Linked DNA regions of Zea mays: region 2 is linked to region 1. A link is a contact called in public Hi-C data. All regions are on one chromosome and are shown on one strand. The core of a region is the stretch at or near the end of the contact, and the rest is flanking DNA. Distances in the headings are between cores, read along the strand shown.

Region 1 (4,607 bases), core at 726-3,225:
AATGACGCAACAGATCACTGTCCAAAATATTTTTCGTTTCCTGAAAATTTTCACCAAGAGAAACAACCAAAGGAATCAAAAAGAAAAGAAAAAAAGGGTAAAGGTACAAACGTTAGCCCTCCTGTCCTGCGACACCTCAGGTACAAACATGTATGTACCACCTCCCTAGCGTGTGCTGTATATACCATGCCATGCATGCGGTCTTTAGAACTTGAACCCGAGGATGTGCGGCGTGCCGGTGAACTTGAGCCACAACCCGCCGTCGATGAACGGCCCGGCGGTGAACTGCTCGGCGTCCTTCCGGCCGATGACGTGGAACCCAGGCCAGGTGACCCTCTTGCTGGTGCCGGCGCCGGGGCCGCGGTTGTTGTACTCGGCGTAGTAGAGCGTCTTGATGCCGAAGTCGCCGTTCCAGGGCATGTAGCCCTCGGGCTTGATGAAGTCGGCGATGGTGCTCTCCATGATGACGAGGCGCGAGAACTCCTTCCAGGGTCGGCCCAGGTACGAGGGGATCTTGAAGCGGTCGGGGAAGAGCTTCTGGTCGGGCACCAGGCGGCAGTTCTGGATGACGAGCCCCGACTTCATGTTGGGGTCCGTGCGGCCGTGCGCGGTCACCGAGTTCTGCTGGTTGTCCATGGGCCGCCGCGTGACGATGAGGCAGTTCTGGAACACCGCCGCCGAGTTGCCGAAGATGAAGTCAATGGTGCCGGAGATGACGCAGTTGCGGAAGAACTGGCGCCGGGCGTGCACGTACAGCGTGTCCTGGAACGCGTCGAACCGGCAGTTGTAGAACGCCGCGAGGTCTCCCTGAACGCGGAGCGCCACCGCCTGGTGCCTCTCCGCGCCGGCCGTGTTGTGGAAGCCCATGTTCTTGCAGATGAACCCGGACGCCTCGACGGCTGCCAATCCATATCCATAAAGTTCCTGGCACGTCTATGTACATATAAAATGGTGGTGAAGAAGAAGGCTCGCTCACAGAATGTGGCGGTCTTCATGGTGGTGATGCCGTCAGCGAAGCTCTTGCGGCCGGTCACGCGGCTTTGCTTGGGCCCGTCGCCGTACATGAAGACGTTGACCTTGTCCTTGGGGACCATGACGATCTCGTCGTAGAGGCCGGCCTTCACGTAGATGACGTACCTCCCCTGCTGGCCCTTGGGCATGGCGTCCACAGCCTGCTGGATGGTCTTGAACTGGCCGCTGCCGTCCTTGGCCACCACCGCGTTCGGCTTAGGCTGGTTGCCCGCCGCCAGGAGCTTTCTCTCCGGCGACCTCATCCACACTGGCCAGCCTTTTTCGTCCTGCTCCGACAGGAGCCGGCGACGCGAGTCCTTCTTGAACATGCCGAGGTCCAGCTTCTTCAGGATCCCGCCGAGGCTGTTGGTGATGGCGAGCGCGTTGCTGCTGAGCTCGGTGGCGTTGCGCAGCACGGTGTGCATGTCGGCCTTGAGCTTCTCGTCGACGAAGCCGTCGATGCAGGTGTCCATGAACGTCATGACGCCCGTGAGCCATGTCTCGAGGTCGTCGGACCGGCTGATAAGCACCTTGATGTCGCCGCCGGCCATCTCGAGCATGCCCCTGAGGTCGTCAACGGCGTCCTCGAGGAGCTTCTTGCAGTCCTCTCGCGCGCTCTCGGTCATGGAGTCGCTGGCCTTAGCCTCGCCGATCGTCTTGGACTGCTCGACCGCTGTTTTCACCGACTCCAGCGCCACCTTGGCAACGCTGTGGAACACCTCCTTGGGGTTCTCGGTGCCATTGGTGGCCTGGGAGAGCGTCTTCTCACACGACTCCTTGTACAACGTGGGCGCGCACAGGGACTCGACCGACTTGCCGGACGTGGCAATGGAGGCTTCCCCCGGGACGGTGAAGTCGTCGCCGGCCTTCTTGCCGGAGTGGGTGACGGTGGCGACAACGCCGACGACCACCGCGACGACGACGATCGCCCACAGGCCACCTAGGAGAGCATTTGCCATCTTGGGCCACAAGCTTGTTGTTGAATCGGACGGGGAGCAAATTTATAGCGACCATGACGATCAAATGGCTGCGTACGGACGTGGATGCATGGTTTCAATGTTGTGTGGCGGCCCGTGTTCGTTGGGAGTCGCTATATTTTGACGTGCAGAAGAGCATCGTCTATTTGAGAGGTAAAGGACGTGGTCAATAGGTTTTCCGTTCTGGATATTTGGGTAGCTCTTTTACGTTTCAGTGTCTTGTAGCACCTTTTCTAAAATGGGCTGTGCTAATTCTGGAGGACAAACGGTATTGTGATGAGCCTAGATTGGACGGAGAGTCAGAGATCTTCATTAAGTATATATTTTTTTTTCCTTTGGGCTTAGCTTTTTTTTTGTCTTTGCTCAAGTTGCTTAGTATATATGATCTTCCCCAAATATGAAGTTGCTTATTATTGTTGGTACTCGTCACTATTTGTTCGCATGTTACCATAGCCATTGGCTTAGATGGTAATAATGAATTGCTACCTCATTCGAGTGGTAAGTCAGATTAAGGGTGTGTTTGGTTGAATGGAAGAGAATGTAACTATTTCATTCTTATTTTTTGGATGTTTGGCTTCAAACAAAAGAGGAACGGAACGGCTCTTGGAGTCTCCATATTGAAATATTAAAATTTACCATAGTTGAAATACTCCCGCTCTACCAAAACGACCGTATGCGAGCACTCCTCTAGACATGAGCACTCGGACACCCATCGGTCTACCTCTGGCTATGCAGTGTTTCTTGTGGCCAACCTCATCTCTTAGTCCTCCAAGTGAGTGTCAGCATGTGGTCTCACGCTCCAGTGTGCTGAGGGTGAGTACCTAGTTGTCGACAATGGGGTGGCTAAGGCAAGCTGGATGCACCAACTCAGCTCCTCCAGGAGCTTCACAGTCCCCTCACCAGTAGCACACTTGTCTACCACGACAACGTCAGCGTCATCTAACTCTCTGTCAACCCCGCCCAGCACTGCTGATCAATAGAAGACAATTGATCATGAAAATCAATAGAAATTGCAACTTAGCATGGAATTGATCATGGAATTTAATCTATAACCCAGCAATTGATCATGAAAATCAATAGAAGAAAATACAATGGTTCTTAAACAAGCACATGTTTATCTTTACCAGTAGGTTCACAGGTTACCGAACTGTAACTAAGATTATGTTGAAGAGGCTAGGTAGTCGTACATGTCTTTCAGCCACGAATTTCCTACCAGTTCTCAGATACTTTTAATTGAAATTTTCCTACTCAAGTTGACATACTTGCAACTTAGCAAATCTCACCTAAATGCACAGACACACAGTACCACCCTGACAAAAGGCCAAGAGCACACCAAAACTCACCAGAATGATCAATTTAAATTATTGTTGCAATACATAGCCACCAAGAATACTTGACAACCTGCAAAAGAGACACAACATCCTTGAATGAGCAGAAATTGCAAAAGAAATGTCAAAGTAAAAATAAAAATCAGCAAAGCAAGGTTACAAGGCAACCGCAGCAGGTTAGCTAGATTCAGGGAAAGGTTTAGCCCATCTCATCCAGTTTCTGCACCTGTACTCAAGCACAGACAAAGGGTGACTACCATTCACCGATACATACACATGTTATATATGCAATGGAATGATAAGAGGGGGTTCACTGTACTAAACTACTAATTTGTGGTTCATGTACACATCGAACCCAGCATATAAAAAGATTATTATGTCAAATAACCTGGCAGAAAAAAAGATGCCACTAAACCAAATGCAAACATGGAACTATATGTACATTTAGTAATACTCCCTCTGTCTCAAAATAAAATTCGTTTTAGCAAATTAGTGGGTTCATGCAACACTTAATGTATATGTTTGGTATATGTCTAGATTCCATTTGAATATAGACATAAAAATTAAGAGCTAAAACAACTACTATTTGGAAAGTTTCCCTATGTACCATTGAATTTTATACTCATTCCTTGTGTGCTATTGAGTGACATATATGGAATTTTTTGTGTGTGTATGATATATGGGGCCAGTGGCACACAAGGAACGAGTATAATTTCCTATGGCACACAAGGAATTGCCCCCTACTATTTTGGGACGGAGGGAGTACTAAAAAAACTCAACATCATTGTGGTTCAAAAACTGAACATAATCTGATCAATCATTTATATAATTTATTGATAACATAAGGAAAGAGAATAAAGTGACAACTTTATATGGTCAAACACTGATGATCAGTGAAGTTCTGAAATGTGATACTGGCATGCAACTTTCCACTGAGTTATGAGATCAAAAAAGAAATGCCACCTGAACTCCTTATATATGAACATTAGCAATTTAGCATGTCAACAGTACATGTATGGTTTACCCGATTTGAAATTAAAAAATTGAACAACGCCACTATAGTATACTAACACGAGATAAGTTTCACCACACTTTGACATGAACCAGTATTAAATCAAAACCTAAGCAAAATGTTTTGCATTTATTCATGATCAATGTTTTGACGATATGCATACTTTGTACTTGCAATAGGAAATTAGTGTCATGACATGTCAAAGCACTTAACAATCACCTGTATAAATAAATTATAAATTATGTCAATCAGCAAGCACCGAAGCAGTAAGCAATCTTC
Region 2 (4,607 bases), core at 628-3,127, 260 kb before region 1:
GGCCCAAACAACTTTGCCACGCTTCCAACCAAACAAGTCCTTAGTACTTTGTAGGTCAAAAAAATAAAATATATATTACTCTTATTAAAGAGTCAAGCCCTTTTAAACTTGATTTGTTATATACTCTCTCTATCCTAAATTAAAATTCGTTTTAAATAATTATTAGGTACATACAATACTTCATATATATGTTTTATACTTGTGTTTAGATTCATCATTATTTTTTTTAAAATATATACATAAAGATCAAGAGCTAAAACAAGTACTATTTTGAGACGGAGGGAGTAGAAAATAGTATCAATATTTTCAACTTCAAATATATTTATTATGCATTTTTGGTACATATGAGGTCGTAACGTGTGCATTTTTATATACGTGCATTCTTTGTGTAGGCACTAGTCTAACATTAACAAAATTTTCAGTTTTAAATTTTGGCAGGTTATGACCTCTCGTCCGCTAAGGGCAGCCCTAATGGTGTCAAGTTAGATCACTACAAGAAGTCCATGTTAATATCTATCCTATATATATGACAATAAATTAAATGAAGACAGAGAGAGCTGTTATCTATAAACCTAGTATAAATCTATACGATTGTTTTTGCCGGAGGCAGATTACTTAATCTGGAAGCGTTATTTCACATTCGTTATTTCATATCATATGAATTAGGCGGATCATACATCGATCTCAGAACTAATACACTTTCGCTTTCTTCGAACGAGCGGCTTTTATAGCCCGATTACAGCGGCTGCAATTCTGTAAACGAAATGTAAAGCAAGAGAGGAAGCGTAAACTGTAAACGTAAACTGGTGGATTTATAGGCGGGCCGGGGAGGAGCAATCTTTAATAAAAGCCGGGACTACGCCAAGGAAACTTGTAGATAACGTCCTGCCAGAGGGGACAGAGCTACCGTTGAAACCGAGGTGGTATAGAGAGTATATGTACGTATTAGAAATAGCTATAAGTATCTACTACATTGCAAAGATTTACTTTAATATAATATATAGATGATATAAATGTTGCTATAGAAATTGTGCTATCTATGGGTGTGTTTGGCATGGCTCTGCTCCACCCCAGAGCAGCTCTACTCTAAAACTCTGGGTGGAGCAGCTCTGCTCCAGAGTTTAGATTGTTTCTCATAACCAGTGGCAATGGCGGGTAAATAACTCAAAACTCCATGACTAGGTTGCTTTTTTGGAGTTTTCAGAGCAGCAAAAGAGGTACTCCAAAAAATTGTACTGCAGCTCCAAAAACTCCATAGAGTTTATAACTCTAGAGTTAGGGTGTTTGGCATGCTCTGGCCAGCTCCTCCTTGGAGTTTTGCTCTGGAGCCATGCCAAACAGGCCCTATATACTCCCTCCGGTTTCCTATTAGTTGTCGTTTTGGATAAGGTTCGAGTCAAACTTATAAAATTTTGACTACAAATAACTATTTTGTTATTTAGTTTTGGAACCTAATATTTATATACACTAATTTATCATAAAAAATACTTTTATAAAAGTATAAATATATTAAGAGTTCATTTGTATTTTAACAAAAAACATTAGTCAAAGTTATATTTTTGAGACCGTGTCGTTGTCCTAAACGACAACTAATAGGAAACCGGAGGGAGTATCATTGTGGCTGCCCTAAGCCAGGCGACCTAGCAACCTGTTGTCAGAGGAGCATGAAGCCAAATCAAAAGCAAAAGGCGATAATAATTATATTAGAGTAGTGCTCACAGCTGGGCGCCGCTTGGCCTGCCAAGCCAGCCGTTGTTGATGCCGCCGAGCCGATCCACGGAGCCAGCCTTGTCATGTAAACCCGTCGTCATCCACCCATTCCGCCGTCCTCCCGTCCCACCCCACCCCACCCCACCCGCGCCGAGACGGATTGGAGGAGGAACCCTACCATATCAATCTCGCTTCTCGCCTCGTTTCGTCTCAGCTGCATTCCAATTCCACCTGTAAGCGGAGAGCCTTCGTGGTCCCTGCTCGGTTCATCAGAATACAGGAGGCTCCGGAGGTAGTCCACCAAAACAAAACACCACTCCATCTCTCCTCTTCCCAGCGATTTCCTCTTCCCCTCCTCGCCCGCCGAGGCCGCCCGTCCTCCGTCCGCCGTCCCAGCGAGAGGTGATGCTTTACTCCCGCCTCCTCTCGTCCCAATCCCTCCTCTCTTCCTTCCTTTCATTCCTTCGGCCACGATGTGCATGCATGCTACTACGCCAGGGTGTTGCGGGTACGAGAGCTTTCGGGATTAAGGTGCCATGTCCCTCTTCGGGGAACCTCATGTGGTTGGGGAATTCCCTCCCGCGTTCCATCTGATGGTGGGTGGTGTCGCTATTCGCTTGTTCAGATCTGCTGTGTCTGTGGCTCCGTGCCCTCTCGTCCTACACTTCCGCGAGGAGAACGATAGCTGCGAGATTTAGGCGGCCTAGGCTGGAGTAGGCGGCCTCTGTATTTGGGAATATTTGCGGTGCCTGCAATTCGGACAGTACGGGGCTCTGAAGCATGTCTACAAAGAGAAAGGACGCATGTTTTCCTTTTTTTTAATTCCTTTGATTTACGTCCTTCTTTGTACTTCTTTTGCTCCCGGCTAGCTGTACTCTCTGGTCAAGAGTTCCTTGTTACTGCTAAGCATCTCTGCGTTCTTGCCAGCAAATCCTTGCCAGCCCCCAAAAGGTTTTCTTCTTATAATAAATGTCTGTTCATATTACCCGGGATTTTTTTGTGGCTTCTAAATCTGAAGAGCTTCAGCGTGGTCATCGTAAGTAGACATTTGAACACAGCTAACCTGACAGCTCGCGTTTTGATGGATTGATGGCTTCTCTCGTTTTATATTTCTTACTTATGGAGAACTGAGAACCCTATTTTGTGTGCTGAATTCTAGGTAGCTTCAATTGTTCTTAGCTATCCTCAATTCTGATATTTCAGATGAACCTGTCATGTGTGTGATTCCAAATTCCTGAGAAAGATGTGATGTGCATATGACACAATGGTTTGCTTATTCTATCATTATCAAACCCTGGCAGAGAGCACACATAGAGCTATGTAAAACTCCTCTGTGGATTTAGCTAGTAAAGATAGCATCCAAGTTATGGAAAACAAAACGAATTCTGTAAAAATAACACATTCCTTAGGATTCCACCTGTGCAAATTATTGTTCCAGGTTTGCCAACGGCTTTGGTGACATGCCCGGGAAAGATTACAATCATATTAGCTACCTCTGGCAGATGGGGTAATACCTCAGTGGTGAAGGCGGCAGGGTCCCTTTCACCAGGTCACGGTTCGAACCTTGGCCATGCACAAAAAAATCCCCTCGCTAATCCACATCCGCTCACGGGCTACAACTTGGTTGTGCGCCACCCTCGGGTTTGGGAGGTTCTTTGCAGAGTGGGCAGCTTGAATCGGCTCGTTAGTGATGGGAGGACAGGGTTCAGAAGTTTCTCAGCCGGGGCCGTTGCCGCAGGCTTCTATTAATGAAATACCGAGAGGGTGGTCTTACCCTTCCCGGCCGAGTTTTTTTTTATTACTTACCTCTGTTAAATGATCTTGTGCACACACAAAAAAAAATTCAATCTGTTGAATACTGTTACTCATGGGTTCTGACTTTGATTACTTTAGGTCAGTTCTAAGTAATATTATTTCCCGAATACCAGCCCTTGACTATTTCTTCTATCATGTGGTTGCCACCTTATATTTACTTAAACCTATGTAAACATTACAACCATATGTTTACTTGCTCGAGCTTCGGCAAATTCTACCACTAGTAATTACTACCTCCGTTCTCGAATATTTGTCACCAACTAGTTCATTTTTGAACTAAAACGGGACAAATAAAAAAGAATGGAGGGAGTAGTAAATAAGATCATGCCTAATGTATAGTTTAATATCTGAATCTTATCTGACACTACCTTTTTCCTTGTAGCTTTAAGATTGTGCAGACACATAATTTGGATGCTCCTGCCTATGCAAGATGTCAACCACCAGAGATATTGTTTAGTGCTGGGAAAGTTATGCAGTTTTGGATCATAAATTCTAAATAGACAAGATAATTATGGACCGTGCAGACACATCAGGGTTTGTCAGTGGTGGTTGCTTTGGTACTACACTCCTGCTGATATTCTTTCATTTCGTCTATTCTACAGTCCGTGTCTGAAAAATCGTCAGTAACGCTGCAGCTGCCTGGGCAGAAATATCATCAGCCCCCCCCCCCCCCCCCCCCCCCCTGTTCTTTGAGATCTCTGGTTTTTATCTCATTTTCTTTTCCACCATCGTTATATTGTCTTAACTGTGATGGATAACGGCTTCATGGACATCCCCCATCCGCCCCTGATGAATGACCCCTTTGTGTTAGTGGGATGCTCAGCGCCAAGCTCTACGGTGGAGAACATGGGCCAAAGCACACTCTGTATGGATGGCCTGAACCCAGCAATTGTTAGTTGCAGCCATGTTAATGGAAATACACAGATAATGAATGACATAACAGCGAGAGATGATGGCAGCAGGTTAGTCCTTGGTTTGGGTCCAACACCGAATTTTTATTCTGCAGTGTCCACTGGCTCAAAACAAGCTCAGAGATTGTCAGGCCAGAGTTCAACTTTCACTGATTCAGGGATGCTGAGGCT

What was found. A called contact is a pair of places that touch in the nucleus more often than the background predicts.
Region 2: a Hi-C map of bundle sheath shows a contact between it and region 1, with 3 times the contacts expected there. The contact joins the promoter of LOC100383912 here to the promoter of LOC107546770 in region 1. A contact is called at or near these places in 5 of 25 Hi-C or Micro-C datasets (bundle sheath, ear, leaf and 2 more).

What each region holds. Positions count from the first base shown.
Region 1 is chr2:44,177,424-44,182,030 of Zm-B73-REFERENCE-NAM-5.0, reverse strand. LOC107546770 (Pectinesterase 5) reads right to left here and starts at 1,975. Exons shown (of 2, transcript NM_001322852.1): 1 at 977-1,975; 2 at 1-899. The coding sequence starts at 1,970. The coding sequence ends at 205. It also overlaps a transcript of LOC100273682 not described here.
Region 2 is chr2:44,433,892-44,438,498 of Zm-B73-REFERENCE-NAM-5.0, reverse strand. It overlaps LOC100383912, which reads left to right and starts at 1,877. Exons shown (of 2, transcript NM_001394903.1): 1 at 1,877-2,112; 2 at 3,908-4,607. The coding sequence starts at 4,276.